Regions from separate parts of the Macaca mulatta genome. Here region 1 is linked to region 2. The links are chromatin contacts, called in public Hi-C maps. All regions are on one chromosome and are shown on one strand. The core of a region is the stretch at or near the end of the contact, and the rest is flanking DNA. Distances in the headings are between cores, read along the strand shown. Region 1 holds the start of VPS33A (VPS33A core subunit of CORVET and HOPS complexes). Region 2 holds the start of DIABLO (diablo IAP-binding mitochondrial protein).

Evidence for each region. A called contact is a pair of places that touch in the nucleus more often than the background predicts.
Region 1: a contact with region 2 is called in a Hi-C map of liver, with 2.3 times the contacts expected there. The contact joins the promoter of VPS33A here to the promoter of DIABLO in region 2. A contact is called at or near these places in 2 of 14 Hi-C or Micro-C datasets (cortical neurons and liver).

The regions. Positions count from the first base shown.
Region 1 is chr11:129,641,593-129,647,809 of T2T-MMU8v2.0, reverse strand. VPS33A (VPS33A core subunit of CORVET and HOPS complexes) reads left to right here and starts at 2,220. Exons shown (of 13, transcript NM_001257848.1): 1 at 2,220-2,342; 2 at 4,348-4,413; 3 at 5,152-5,279. The coding sequence starts at 2,241.
Region 2 is chr11:129,602,136-129,608,617 of T2T-MMU8v2.0, reverse strand. It overlaps DIABLO (diablo IAP-binding mitochondrial protein), which reads left to right and starts at 4,125. Exons shown (of 5, transcript XM_077955711.1): 1 at 4,125-4,212; 2 at 5,463-5,566. The coding sequence starts at 5,543. LOC144333182 reads left to right here and starts at 3,522. Exons shown (of 1, transcript XM_077955730.1): 1 at 3,522-3,657. The coding sequence starts at 3,522. The coding sequence ends at 3,656.

The sequences.
Region 1 (6,217 bases), core at 971-3,470, 41 kb before region 2:
TGACGCCATTTTCCTGCCTCAGCCTCCCCAGTAGCTGGGACTATAGGCATCTGCCACCACGCCCAGTTAGTTTTTTGTATTTTTAGTGGAGACGGGGTTTCACCATGTTAGCCAGGATGGTCTCGATCTCCTGACCGTGATCCGCCCACCTTGGCCTCCCAAAGTGCTGGGATTACAACGCCTGGCTAATTTTTTAATTTTTTTGTAGAGAGTGAGTCTCCCTATGTTGCCCAGGCTGGTTTTGAACTCCTGGGTTCAAGCGATCCTCCCACCACAGCCTCCTACAGTGTTGGGAGTACAGGTGTGAGCTGTACTTGCCCAGCCAATAAAGGGCTATTCTTTTTTGCTAATGGTAGTAAACTGATATTCTCAGGTTTGTCATAATGGTTTTACTTCAAATGATCAAACCCTATACAGTCATATAGCAATTTCTACTGCAGTCTTGTTACTAAATGGTTTTTAAGAAATTGGTGGCTGGCTGGGCGCGGCGGCTCACGCCTGTAATCCCAGCACTTTGGGAGGCAGAGGTGGGCAGATCACGAGGTCAGGAGATCAAGACCATCCTGGCTAACACGGTGAAACCCCATCTCTACAATAAATATAAAAAATTAGCTGGGTGTGGTGGTGGGCGCCTGTAGTCCCAGCTACTTGGGAGGCTGAGGCAGGAGAATGGCGTGAACCCGGGAGGCGGAGATTGCAGTGAGCCAAGATTGCACCACTGCACTGAAGCCTGGGCGACAGCGAGACTCCATCTCACCAAAAAAAAAGAAGAAAAAATTGGGGGCTGGGCGTGGTGGCTCACACCTGTAATCTCAGCACTTTGGGAGGCCAAGGTGGGCGAATCATGAGGTCAGGAGATTGAGACCATCCTGGCTAACACGGTCAAACCCCGTCTCTACTAAAAATACACAAAAAATTAGCCAGGCGTGGTGGCACATGCCTGTAGTCCCAGCTACTCGGGAGGCTGAGGCAGGAGAATTGCTTGAACTCAGGAGGCAGAGGTTGCAGTGAGCCGAGATGGTGCCACTGCACTCCAGCCGGGGTGACAGAGCAAGACTCCGTCTCAAAAAAAGGTAAGCTATGCACTCAAAGAAGGAAATTTTCATCTTTGACCAGATCCCAAAAAGCCCATTTCCACCCCCAAAGTATTGAAACGCATATATTCTACTAATATTAATAATTTATTGAGCAATTAAGTTCCAGGCACCCAGCTAAGCCTCTCACGTGGACTACACGATGAAATTCATGTCCTCTTTGGTCCTCACTACAACTCAGAGGTAACATGATTTTACTGAGGTACAGTAATTTTACTGAGGCAAGTGGTGGGACCTGGATTCCAGAAGCAATACTGTTTTGTGTGAAATGCCACATCTCTGTAAAAGTCTGTTAGGAAGGGATTACCCCCCCTCCCCCCCCAAAAAAAAGTCCACTCAAGATTCCCTCGACTCCTCACCATACTCATACATTTTAGCTCACAAATCAAAACAGCCTTGATTAGTGCAAAGCTAAGAACCTTCTGACTGCTATAATTTAAAATATTTGAGCAGTGGGTGGCGTGCTTCCAGCTACTCCGGCGCTGAGGTGGGAGGATCACTTGAGCCCGGGAGGTAGAGGCTGCAGTGAGCTATGATCACGTCACTGCACTCCAGCCTGGGCGACAGGGTGAGACCGTCTCAAAAAAAATGTGCTTTTTTTTCTATCCAAATTTGGCCTTAAGATATCATCTTACAGCAAGTACCTTTGCTGCAAATAAAAATTCGCGATTTTTAAAAGGGACAAGAGAGAGTCAATGTTTTGTTTGGTTGGTTGGTTGGTTGGTTTGCTGTTGTTGTTGTTGTTTGAGACGAAGTCGGCCCAGGCTGGTCTCGGACTCCCGGCCTCAAGCTATCACTCCTACCTCGGCCTCTTAAAGTGCTGGGATTACAGGCGTAAGCCACCGCGCCCGGTCTACTCCAGATCTTTAAAATCGCTTTTCAGCGCCGGACGACTCCTGGAGTGACCAGGTTCTGAAACGCGCCCTGGGTCTTGGCGAGAATCTGAACCACCACTGGGGTAGAAGAAAGAGGTGGACACTAGGGCCAGGCGAGGTAGAACCCCAACCCGGTAGCTTCCGTTTTCCGAGTTGGCATGCGCAGCCGCATCAGTCACGTGGACGCGTTGTCACGTGACTGCGTCAGTGGTCCTCCCGTTGGAACCGGCGGACGTGGTTGGCGTTGTGGGGCAGGGGGTGGTGGGGCAAGATGGCGGCACACCTGTCCTACGGGCGAGTGAACCTAAACGTGCTGCGCGAGGCGGTGCGCCGCGAGCTGCGCGAGTTCCTGGACAAGTGCGCAGGAAGCAAGGTGAGGGGCGGGAGGCAGCGACACCGCCCTCGCCTGCCTTGGTCCGGCCTGGCTTAATCCGTTCCCTGCCGCCTGAGTTCGCGGTTTACGAGGTCCCCGGGGCTTCCAAGGAGGCGAGCCTCGGGGCCCTTTTACCTGCACCCCTGTAGCGATGAAGGGGGGGCCCTGGGCGTACGGCCTGGACCCGGAGTGGCACCGCGACTGTTTTGTGAGAGCAGAGTAAGCCACTGTGATAGCCCAGCCGCTGATGAGCCGGTTTACGTCAGGTGTTTCCTCTGCTGCCTGCCGAGGCACCGGACGGGTGGGCGGTCCAACAATGTGGATGGTCCAGTGTCCATTCATTACGGGGATCATACGTGTCAGTACAAATCGTACCTTAGAAACTGTCTTGAAACACCAGCACCTTGCAACCTGCTGCTCACGCGTGTTAAGAGAGAAGTTGTAATCATTTGGGCTTTTAACCTGGCCTCCTAAGGTAGTATAACTTATCTAGTAGCACCGTTTTCACAAGGGAGTCAGGAACTAGATCAGAGAATTTATAGGATTTCTTGTGAATGGTGTCACTTCTCCTTCATCCCCTTAGGGTTTATACGTCACCCTAAGTTACAGTACAACTGTGAAAAGTCGAACTGGGGAGCCTCAGTCTTGGAGAGAACAGAACCCGAAGAGGTAGAGTGGGTGCTAGCAGCCTTTGAGAGAAAAAAACAGGCTACATCATAGGGGTCCAGTTTCAATTCAGCAAAGGATGCTGAAATCTGAATAACATCATGGATTTTATCAATGTCAATTTCCTGGTTGTAATATGTTACCCCTGGAGGAAACTGAGCAAAGTGTACAGGGGCTCGCTCTGTATTATTTCTTTTAATTAAATGTTAATGTACGATTATTTAAATAAATATTTTAGTTTAAGAAAAAAATTTATACTGGAGTTAAGCAGTAGAAATACTCATAGGGGTCCAGAGCAGTGACTCGTGGTGTCAAAAAGTCCTAGGTTGGAGTCCTCACTCCCTTACACTCTGTATGGTCTGAGGTCTCTATATGGCCTTGGAAAGTTACTTAAACTTACTGAGCTTTTAAGAATTTTCTCTTCTGGCCAGGTGTGGTGGAAGAGGAAGTGCAATGTAATCCCAGCACTTTGGGAGGCCACAGCAGGCAGATCGCTTGAGCCCAGAGTTGGAGACCAGCCTAGGCAACATGGTGAAATCTCATCTCTACTAAAACACAAATTAGCCTGATGTGGTGGCACACACCTGTAGTCCCGGTTACTCCAGAGGCTGAGATAGGAAGATCATCTGTGCCCAGGAAATCGAGGCTGCAGTGAGCTGTGATTCCACCACTGCCCCATCTCCAAAGAAAAAAAAAAAAATCCTCTTTTGCCCAAATAAGATTTGTGATACCTATATCGTAGGTTTTAATTCTGTATAATTGACAATTTCCATATAGCTCAATTTGATAAATCCATGACACAGATATACAAGGATGTGAATGTGGTCAGAAGTAATTAAATTTTTTTTTATTCGGCCGCATGCATTGGCTCATGCTTGTCATCCCACCACTTTGGAAGGACAAGGTGGGTGGATCACCTTAGGTCAGGAGTTCGAGACCAGCCTGGGCAACATAGTGAAACCCCATCTCTACTAAAAGTACAAAAATTGGCCAGGCATGGTGGTGCATGCCTATAATCCCAGCTACTCAGGAGGCTGAGGCAGGAGAATCACTTGAACCCTGGAGGCGGAGGTTGCAGTGTGCCGAGATCACACCACTGTACTCTAGCCTGGGCAACACTCAAGACTGTCTCAAAAATGAAATAACAGCAAAAGCCCAAACATTTTTAAATTCTTTTTTCTGCTTTATTGTTATTTTAACCTTGTAACACTAAGAGAAAATTTTTTAACCCAGAATTTGAAGCAAATATTCCTCCTGTTTATGATAGGCAATTTTTTATTGATATTGTTAAAATTCCTGATATTAACTATAATAAGAGAATGTTTCTCCCCTCTTACAGGCAATAGTTTGGGATGAATACCTAACTGGACCCTTTGGCCTGATTGCACAGTATTCACTATTGAAGGTAAATGAGCTATTTGGGGTTTGTTAAGGGATTAATAATTCTGTACTTTAGCAGTTATGATAGGATTTTATATTTCTTCCTGAATCATTGGTTTGCAAGGCTGTTTGGTCTTTATAAACACTAATACTAGTGCCCGATTAACATTTTGTATCCATTGGCCAGTGATTCTGTACTGATTCTAGCATTATGTGACCATTACCTGGTGTCTTTGATAGTTCATCATGTAAGCATCATTTGAATGCTGATGCAGTAACAGTGGCTTTAAGGCCGGGCGCGGTGGCTCATGCCTGTAAACCCAGCACTTTGGGAGGCCGAGGCGGGTGGATTGCGAAGTCAGGACGTCAGGACCAGCGTGGCTGCTGTGGTGAAACTCTGTCTCTACTAGAAATACAAAAATTAGCTGGGCACGGAGGTGCGCACCTGTAATCCCAGATACTCGGAAAGCTGAGGCAGGAGAATCACTTGAACCCAGGAGGCGGAGGCTGCAGTGAGCCAAGATCGCGCCGTTGCGCTCTGGCCTGGGTGACAGGGCGAGACTCTGTCTCAGAAAAAAAAAAAAAAAAACCAGTGGCTTTATATTGAAACTTTGTCCTTTATGTATTTGGCTTTGAGGGAATCTAAATTTCGATATTAAAATATTAACGTGCACTTGATTGGGGGTATTTATGATTTCTGAGTCTGAAAATGACAGGCAAATTTCAGTCTTTCTGTTAACCTTTTGTGTATGTGTTTGCCTAGGAACATGAAGTGGAAAAAATGTTCACACTTAAAGGGAATCGTTTGCCGGCAGCTGATGTCAAGAATATTATTTTTTTTGTCAGACCCAGGCTAGAGTTGATGGATATAATTGCTGAAAACGTGCTCAGGTATCTCAGAGCTTGTGTTTGATCTAAAAGAGTTTGGTCCATATGATGCTTTTAATGTATGAGCTCCTTCTCATGGAAGACCCTCACTCTTGCCAGTGCAAGGTGGTCTTTTGAAAAACTGGGATAAGCATGGAAGAATATGAAAGAGAAGATGGGGGCTGGGGGAAGGTGGAAATGGTTAATGGGTACAAAAAAATAGAATGAATAAGACCTACTATTTGATAGCACAGCAGGGGGACTATAGTTAATAATAACTTAATTACATATTTTTAAACTTGAAGAGTGAGGCTGGGCATGGTGGATCACACTTGTAATCCCAGCATTTTGAGAGGCCAGAGCAGGTGGATCACTTGAGGTCAGGGGTTCGAGACCAGCCTGGCCAACATAGTGAAACCCCGTCTCTACTAAAAATACAAAAATTAGCCAGGTGTGGTGGCGTGTGCCTTTAGTCCCAGCTACTCGGGAGACTGAGGCATGATAATCTTTTGAACCTGGGAGGCAGAGGTTGCAGTGAGCTGAGATCACGCCACTGCACTCCAGCCTGGGTGACAGAGGGAGACTCCATCTCAAAAAAAGAAAAGAGTGTAATTGGATTGTTTGTAACTCAAAGAATAAGTGCTTGAGAGGATGTGCCCGCCTGTTCTCCATGATGTTCTTATTTCCCACTGCATGCCCGTATCAAAACATCTCATGGACCCCATAAATACATGTGCCTGCTATGTACCCCCCAAAAATTGAAAATAGAGAAGATGGGAAACTTAGGAGGTCGTTCTCAGCAGTTTGAGAGGAGGGTTATCCTATAACCCCATTCCTTCAGGATAGCCAAAAGCTTAAACCTGTGTCAGTAAAAAGGACCTAGTTTAAAAAAATAAACCTCCAGCAGTAATTTTTAAATATACTGCATGTACTTGAATTTCATAAGCAAAAAAAAAAAAAGC
Region 2 (6,482 bases), core at 2,876-5,375:
TATATCCCAGGGAGATTAGTTTATACCTTCCACCTCAGGCAGTCATCAGCTGCTTTAGAGAATGAAATCCATCCTGCCCCTCCACGTTTTTGGTTCCTGGGGCTCAATTCAATCTGGTCAGGTCTCCCTGGCTGGAGATTCTGTCCTGGGAACAGATACTTAGTTGTAGTCTCATGTGTCTACACTCACCCAAGACTCTATACTTAGCTTGCTCAGAGAATAGTTAGGTCAGCTCCTAAAAATGCATTCAGCAGAAGACTGAAAAACATCAATTGCTTCATTTGTATGCAAATAGAAAGTGGTAGATGATTATATATTACACGCCTTTGAGTAAGTTCATTTAATACTTGAAGCAGTCTTTGTCTCAAAAGAGTGTGCCCTTACTGAGAAAGGATATGTGAACGGTACATTTATTGTTGGAGAGAGTGGATTGTTTACATCATGTCTGGACTTTTGTCTCGTTGGGTAGACAGTTCTACACCAGCAGCCCCCTTAATAAAGAAGTCTACATAGACACTGTTTTGTGTCTTGCTATACAGTGTTGAATTCTAACCAACAGAGAATTAAGTATTTTGTTAATTGTGGAACAAAAGAGTAATGGTTGAAAGAGGGATGATTTAAAACAGCACATTTAATTCTCAGAGAAAACTGGGACAGTCTCACTGTGAGTTCTGTTCCATTCAGATCTGCCCTCACTGGAAATGGATTATGATTAAGCATGACGTGCTGGTCTGTCTTGTTCTCAGTTGTACATTAAAGACCAGCCTGTCACCAGGAGGAAGTGTTTGAATTGAGCAGAGTTTAATTCAAGAAGAAATTATTTTTTTGTGATGAGGTCTTAACTCTGTTGCCCAGGCTGGAGTGCAGTGGCACAATCATAGCTAACCGCAGCCTTGAACTACTGGGCTCAAGCAGTCCTCCTGCCTCGGTCTCACGAGTAGCTGGGACTATAGGAAAGTACCACCACACCCAGCTAATTTTTTTTTCTTCCTTTTAGAGACAGGGTCTATGTTGCTCAAACTCCTGGCCTTAAGATAAATAATTATTTTTTTCTTTTTTATTACAGTTAGTATCTTTTTAATTTTCTGTAGAAACGGGTCTCACTGTGTTGGCCAGGGTGGTCTCGAACTCCTAGCTTCCAGCGGCCCTCCTGCCTCAGCCCCCCAAAGTGTTGGGATTATGGATGTGAGCCACCACACCAGCTGAAATACTCTTTTTAAAATATCAAAATGAACTGGATGTCTAAAGCAGACAGTAAGAGGGACTATGATAAAGATGGTGAGGCAAAAAATGCAGACATCACATAGATGATCTTTAGACTGAATTTATTGTAGAGTCTGATCTATTCAGTCATGTGGTTTAATGATGACATCCTATAGAAAATAAAGGATACCTTTTTTGTCAGACAACAGAAGAAAAAGGCAGTTATTTAAAATTTCTGGTTCTTTCATTTCTAAATGGATTAGTGTGAATTTCAAGCCACATAGTGTTTCTTAGCTTAAGTTACTCCGTTGCTGTAAAACACCCAAAATCGGGTGGTAACAAGGAGCTGCAAAGGCTAGAACACTTAACTGCCTGGAGACATCCATTTGAAGGATGTGAGAGTTAAAAGGGAACAGAATCAGGCCTATTTTTAATAGCCTGTCTGTTTCATCCATTATTTTGGTGTGGAGGAGGGTATAAATCTCAGCTATACTCCGTTTCCACTAGGTAGGACACGGAAGATGACCAGTTCTCTGGGGGAGTAATTACTACTCACTGGCTTCCTGAGCAGCTTGATAATGTTCTGCTCCTGTTTTCAGCCTCACTGTGGCCAAGGCAATAATTTGATAATAAGAGATCCTGATTAAATTAAGGAGCCATTTGCTTCTGGATGATGATGTTGATAAAAGGGTTGATGTCCACACTGCCTGCTCTTTCAAAGGTCAGAAAACAGTCTTGAACTAAAAACTACTGCAACAAGCAAAATAATCAGAAGCAGCATAGTTTATGCTTTCGTTTCCTTTGTTGTTGCACCTGGGAAAGTGTCTGTTCTTTGCAGAAATCCTTACTGGCTCCTTTTGCCTCACATTCTGTGGAGGTGAAATTGGAAGTGTCACATTGGGAAGGTACCTGTATAATGAGTCTGTAAGCTGCGAAACTCTTTGTAAACCGGAATCAAGCACTCAGGAGATCTCGGTCACTTAAGCCTGGTTCTCACACACGTGCATGTTTGCACTTGCATTTTTTTTAAGACAACAACAGCTTTTGCTTTAGTAGTTGGGTGGTCGCAAGTGAACACTGTCCAGTGGTTCTTCTGGTGCCCAGACGAGGAGATGGGACTGCTCTCAATGTGTTTGTTAGAAACGAAACTATTGGCACTATAACCCCATAACCCCCTACAACATTCAGAAAAAAACCAGAAGGGGCTTGAAATACCCACTAGTGTACCGCCTGCTCAGCCCATCTGGGTCTGTGAAACCACATCTGAGCCCTGTGGGCTGTGGTGGCGACACAGGCGGAGGGCGTGCAGGGTTGCCAGCGCCCCGTCTGGGCTGGGAACGCCTGTGCGCAGCTCGCTAAGAGCTCGGGGACCACGCGGAGGTTGTAATTGGTCTCTAGACCACACCTAGTTGAGTGCCGCTGCTTGAAAATCTCAGTTCTACCGAGATCGCGCAATACACACAAGCTACCTTTGGGCACCAGAGCAGACGGAACCGCGGAGCTTCAGGGTGGAAGAGTCGTGGAAACTTTGCCAAGTAAGTGAGGTGGGGAGAGAAGGAAGCCAGTGCCCGACACTGCCGGGAGTGGCTGGGCAAAGCAGCTTTGGAGGTGCTGTAGGGTTCCTACTGTCTGATGAGCTGGTGTGGGGTTCTTACTGTCTGATGCCGTCTCTTGTGGAAGTTAGCAGGGCTGGGGCAGATGTACAGAGCATTGTGGGGGAGGTGAGCCCAGGATCGGACTGATGCCCACCCACCACCTGGCACCCTGCAGTTCCAGCTGGCCAGAAGGCAAGCATGCCGGACCACAAAGCAAAGATCCTCCATCTCTGCTGCTGGCAAGCCTTGGGGCCAGGGGACTCACAGAAGGGCAGGTTTGGGCCTGTGCCTTCCTCCTGCCCAAATGGGTCTCCTCTTCCCCTTCCAGCCAGGGCCGCAGCTGGGGCTGCAGCTTGAGTGACGGGAAAAGAAAGCTATACTCCACCAGCCCATTAGCGGCACTCACAGCATTAAAAATGCAGGAGGTGGTGGTGGGAGGAGCGAGCCGGGAGGAAGACTCATGCAGCTGCGGGGCGCGGGGAAGAGCCGGGCCTCTGACTCCTCAGCCCGGATCAGAGCCAAAGAACGAGGGCAGTTTGGGTTGAGAAGGATTCTCCAGTGTAACCGAGAAGCGAGCGTCCAGGAGGCTGTTGGGGAGGTCGGCACTGTGGGCTTCCTAGCCTTCGTTTGCTGTTTCGAGGGCCTCGTGTGTTCCCGTCCGCCCCTCTGGGACGGCGCCAGCCCGGCAGGGTGCCGACCGTCCCGGGTCTCCCGCGCAGCGCGATGCCGGCCTCGTCCACCGTCCACGTGCTGCAGCTGCTGCGGGAGCTGCTCGCCTTCGTGCTCCTCAGCTACACGGTGCTCATCGGGGCGCTGCTGCTGGCCGGCTGGACCACCTACTTCCTGGTGCTGAAGTGACAGCGCCGCCGCCGCACCTCCCGCCCGGCCCCGCCTCCCGCCCGGCCCCGCCTCCCGCCCGGCCCCGCCTCCCGCCCGGCCCCGCCTCCCGCCCGGCCCCGCCTCCCGCCCGGCCCCGCCTCCCGCCCGGCCCCGCCTCCCGCCCGGCCCCGCCTCCCGCCCGGCCCCGCCTCCCCAACTCACCAGGGAATTCCCTTCAAGCCCTGGCAGGAGTTGAGTCCCCGCCCACCCGTAGCGTCACGGTGTCCGACTCAGCTCCGCGCCCTCAGGCCCTGCGTATGCCCCGCCCCACGCGGAAGTTTCGGCGGTTGGTTGCCTTGCGCGGCCGTTACAGCCGTTGCCCTAAGCCTCGCCCCCTTTCCCCCTGTCTGCCCAATCCCGACTGCTTCCTTGGGTGGGGGCGTGGCCATGGGGTGAGGCGCTCTCTGGTGGAGGCCGTGCCCGGCCCCGCGCTCACGAAGCTGCGTCACTTCCGGCGTGTGCGTCCGGCGTCCGTCCGCTGCACGATGGCGGCTCTGAAGAGTTGGCTGTCGCGGAGTGTAACCTCACTCTTCAGGTACCGCTGCCGCCGCGTAGAGGGGACAGGACCAGAGGGAGGGACCGACGCGGACAGCGCTGTGGCCCGGCCCGCGGCGCCCGCTTTTCTTACGCGCACGTCCCTCGTCGGCCCAGCTGGGTAGCGGCGTCTCGCCCCGCTCGGGAGGACTGACGACAGTCCCGCCTCCGCCCTTTGGGTCAAGCCGGCTTCGTTTTCAGTTCGTCCATTTTCTAGAAACGAATCCCCTAGACCCCAGGCTGCCTTCTTGGGGCGACTCCGCCTCCCGACCAGCTCGCGTCAGCCCCTCGAAGTCCCTGAGAAGACGTGGAGAGGAGGAGGGACGCGGCATGGGGGAGCCTGGGAAGGGAGGGAAGCGTCTGAGGACGTCTTCCCGAAGGCACAAGGGGCCCGGGGAGCAGGCGCGGGGGACCTCGGCGCGGGGCTCCCTTCCTAGCCCTGCAGGCTTTTGGGCGATTGTAGCGGGACCGTCACACACACCTGACACCCAGGCCAGGGGTCCAGAGCTAAATCCTGCCTGCAGGAGCGGTTATTATGGCATCCGTTTCTAAAATGTTTTAAGGCAACATTTTATTATTTTATTTTATTTCAATTTTATTTTAGACAGGATCTGGCTCTCTCGCCCAGGCTGGAGTGCAGTGGCGAGATCTCCCGGGTTCAAGCAATTCTCACCCTCAGCCTCTCGAGTAGCTGGGATTACAGGCGCCTGCCACCACGCCCGGCTAATTTTGTTTTGTTTTGTTTGAGACTGAGTCTCGCTCTATTGCCCAGGCTGGAGTGCAGTGGGGCGCTCTCGGCTCACTGCAGCGTCTGCTTCCCAGATTCAAGCGATTGTCCTGCCTCAGCTTCCCGAGTAGCTGGGATTACAGGACTGTGCCACCACTCCGGGCTAATTTTTGTGTTTTAAGTAGAGACGGGGTTTCACCATGTTGGCCAGGCTGGTTTCGAACTTCTGACGTCAAGTGATCCACCCGCCTCGGCCTCCCAGAGTGTTGGGATTACAGGCGTGAGCCACCGCGCCCGGCCTTCTTTTTTTTTTCTTATTAAATAGACACCAGGTCATGTTGCCAGCCATGTTGCCCAGGCTGGTCGTGAACTTCAGGGCTCAAGTGATCCTCCCGCCTTGCCCTTGGCCTTCCAAGTGCTAGAATCACAGGCGTGAGCCACCACACCCTACCTGAGGCAACATTTTAAACTTGCTGTATGTTGAAAATTTCAAAACCCCTCAGCTGTCCTGCATCCTCATTTAGGTTCCTGCTTGGCTCGAGTTTGAGTTTACAGCCCCTGCAAGTAAATCCAAGAGCCTGTTACAGATTGGCGGTCGTGCCTTATGAAATCTGACTTCTACTTCCAGGTACAGACAGTGTTTGTGTGTTCCTGTTGTGGCTAACTTTAAGAAGCGGTGTTTCTCAGAATTGATAAGACCATGGCACAAAACTGTGACGGTTGGCTTTGGAGTAACCCTGTGTGCGGTTCCTATTGCACAGGTACTGTCGTGTGCAGTGATTCTTATCTAGTGTACCATGTCGTCTTGAAGTCTCAAGTGGGCAATGAAGCATTAGACAAGCTACCGTAGTTTTACCCAGTGCTCCCATCCCTTCCCCCACAGTACCAGCATCTTTTCACAGTTGAGCAGATGTATTAATATTCTCATTTTGATTGTCTCATTTGGTAGGAACAGCACATCAGATTGTATAAAGCGAGTAGAGAGAAATAAGAGAATTACAGTCTATCAACAAAGTGGTCTTTGATTCACAGAAATTTATTGAGCAACTTTTATGTGCAAGACACTGAGAATGTAAGCATGAACAAAAAATTCTTGCTCTCACAAAATGCTTTGTGGAGATGAAAGAGAAAATAAACAAATATAAAATATCAGCTAGTGATAAATAGTAGGAAGAAAACAGGGCCAGGCACAGTGGCTGATGCCCAGGGCTTTGGGAGGCCGATGTGGGAGGATGGCTTGAACTCAGGAGTTTGAGACCAGCCTGGGCAAAATAGGGAGACTCTGTCTCTACAAAAAAGAAAAAAATTAGCCAGGTGTGGCGGCTCACACCTGTAGTCGCAACTACTCAGGAGGCTGAGGCAGGAAGATCGCTTGAGCCCAGGAGTTTGAGGCTGCAGTGAGCTATGATCTCACCACTGCTCCCAGCCTGGGCAACATGGCAAGACCTTTTCTCAAAAACAAAACAAATGAGGTAAGTAAATAGGCAATTCTGGGAGGGGGTCGTTTTGTTTTAGATAAAGGTGGTCAGGCTACTCTGATAAGG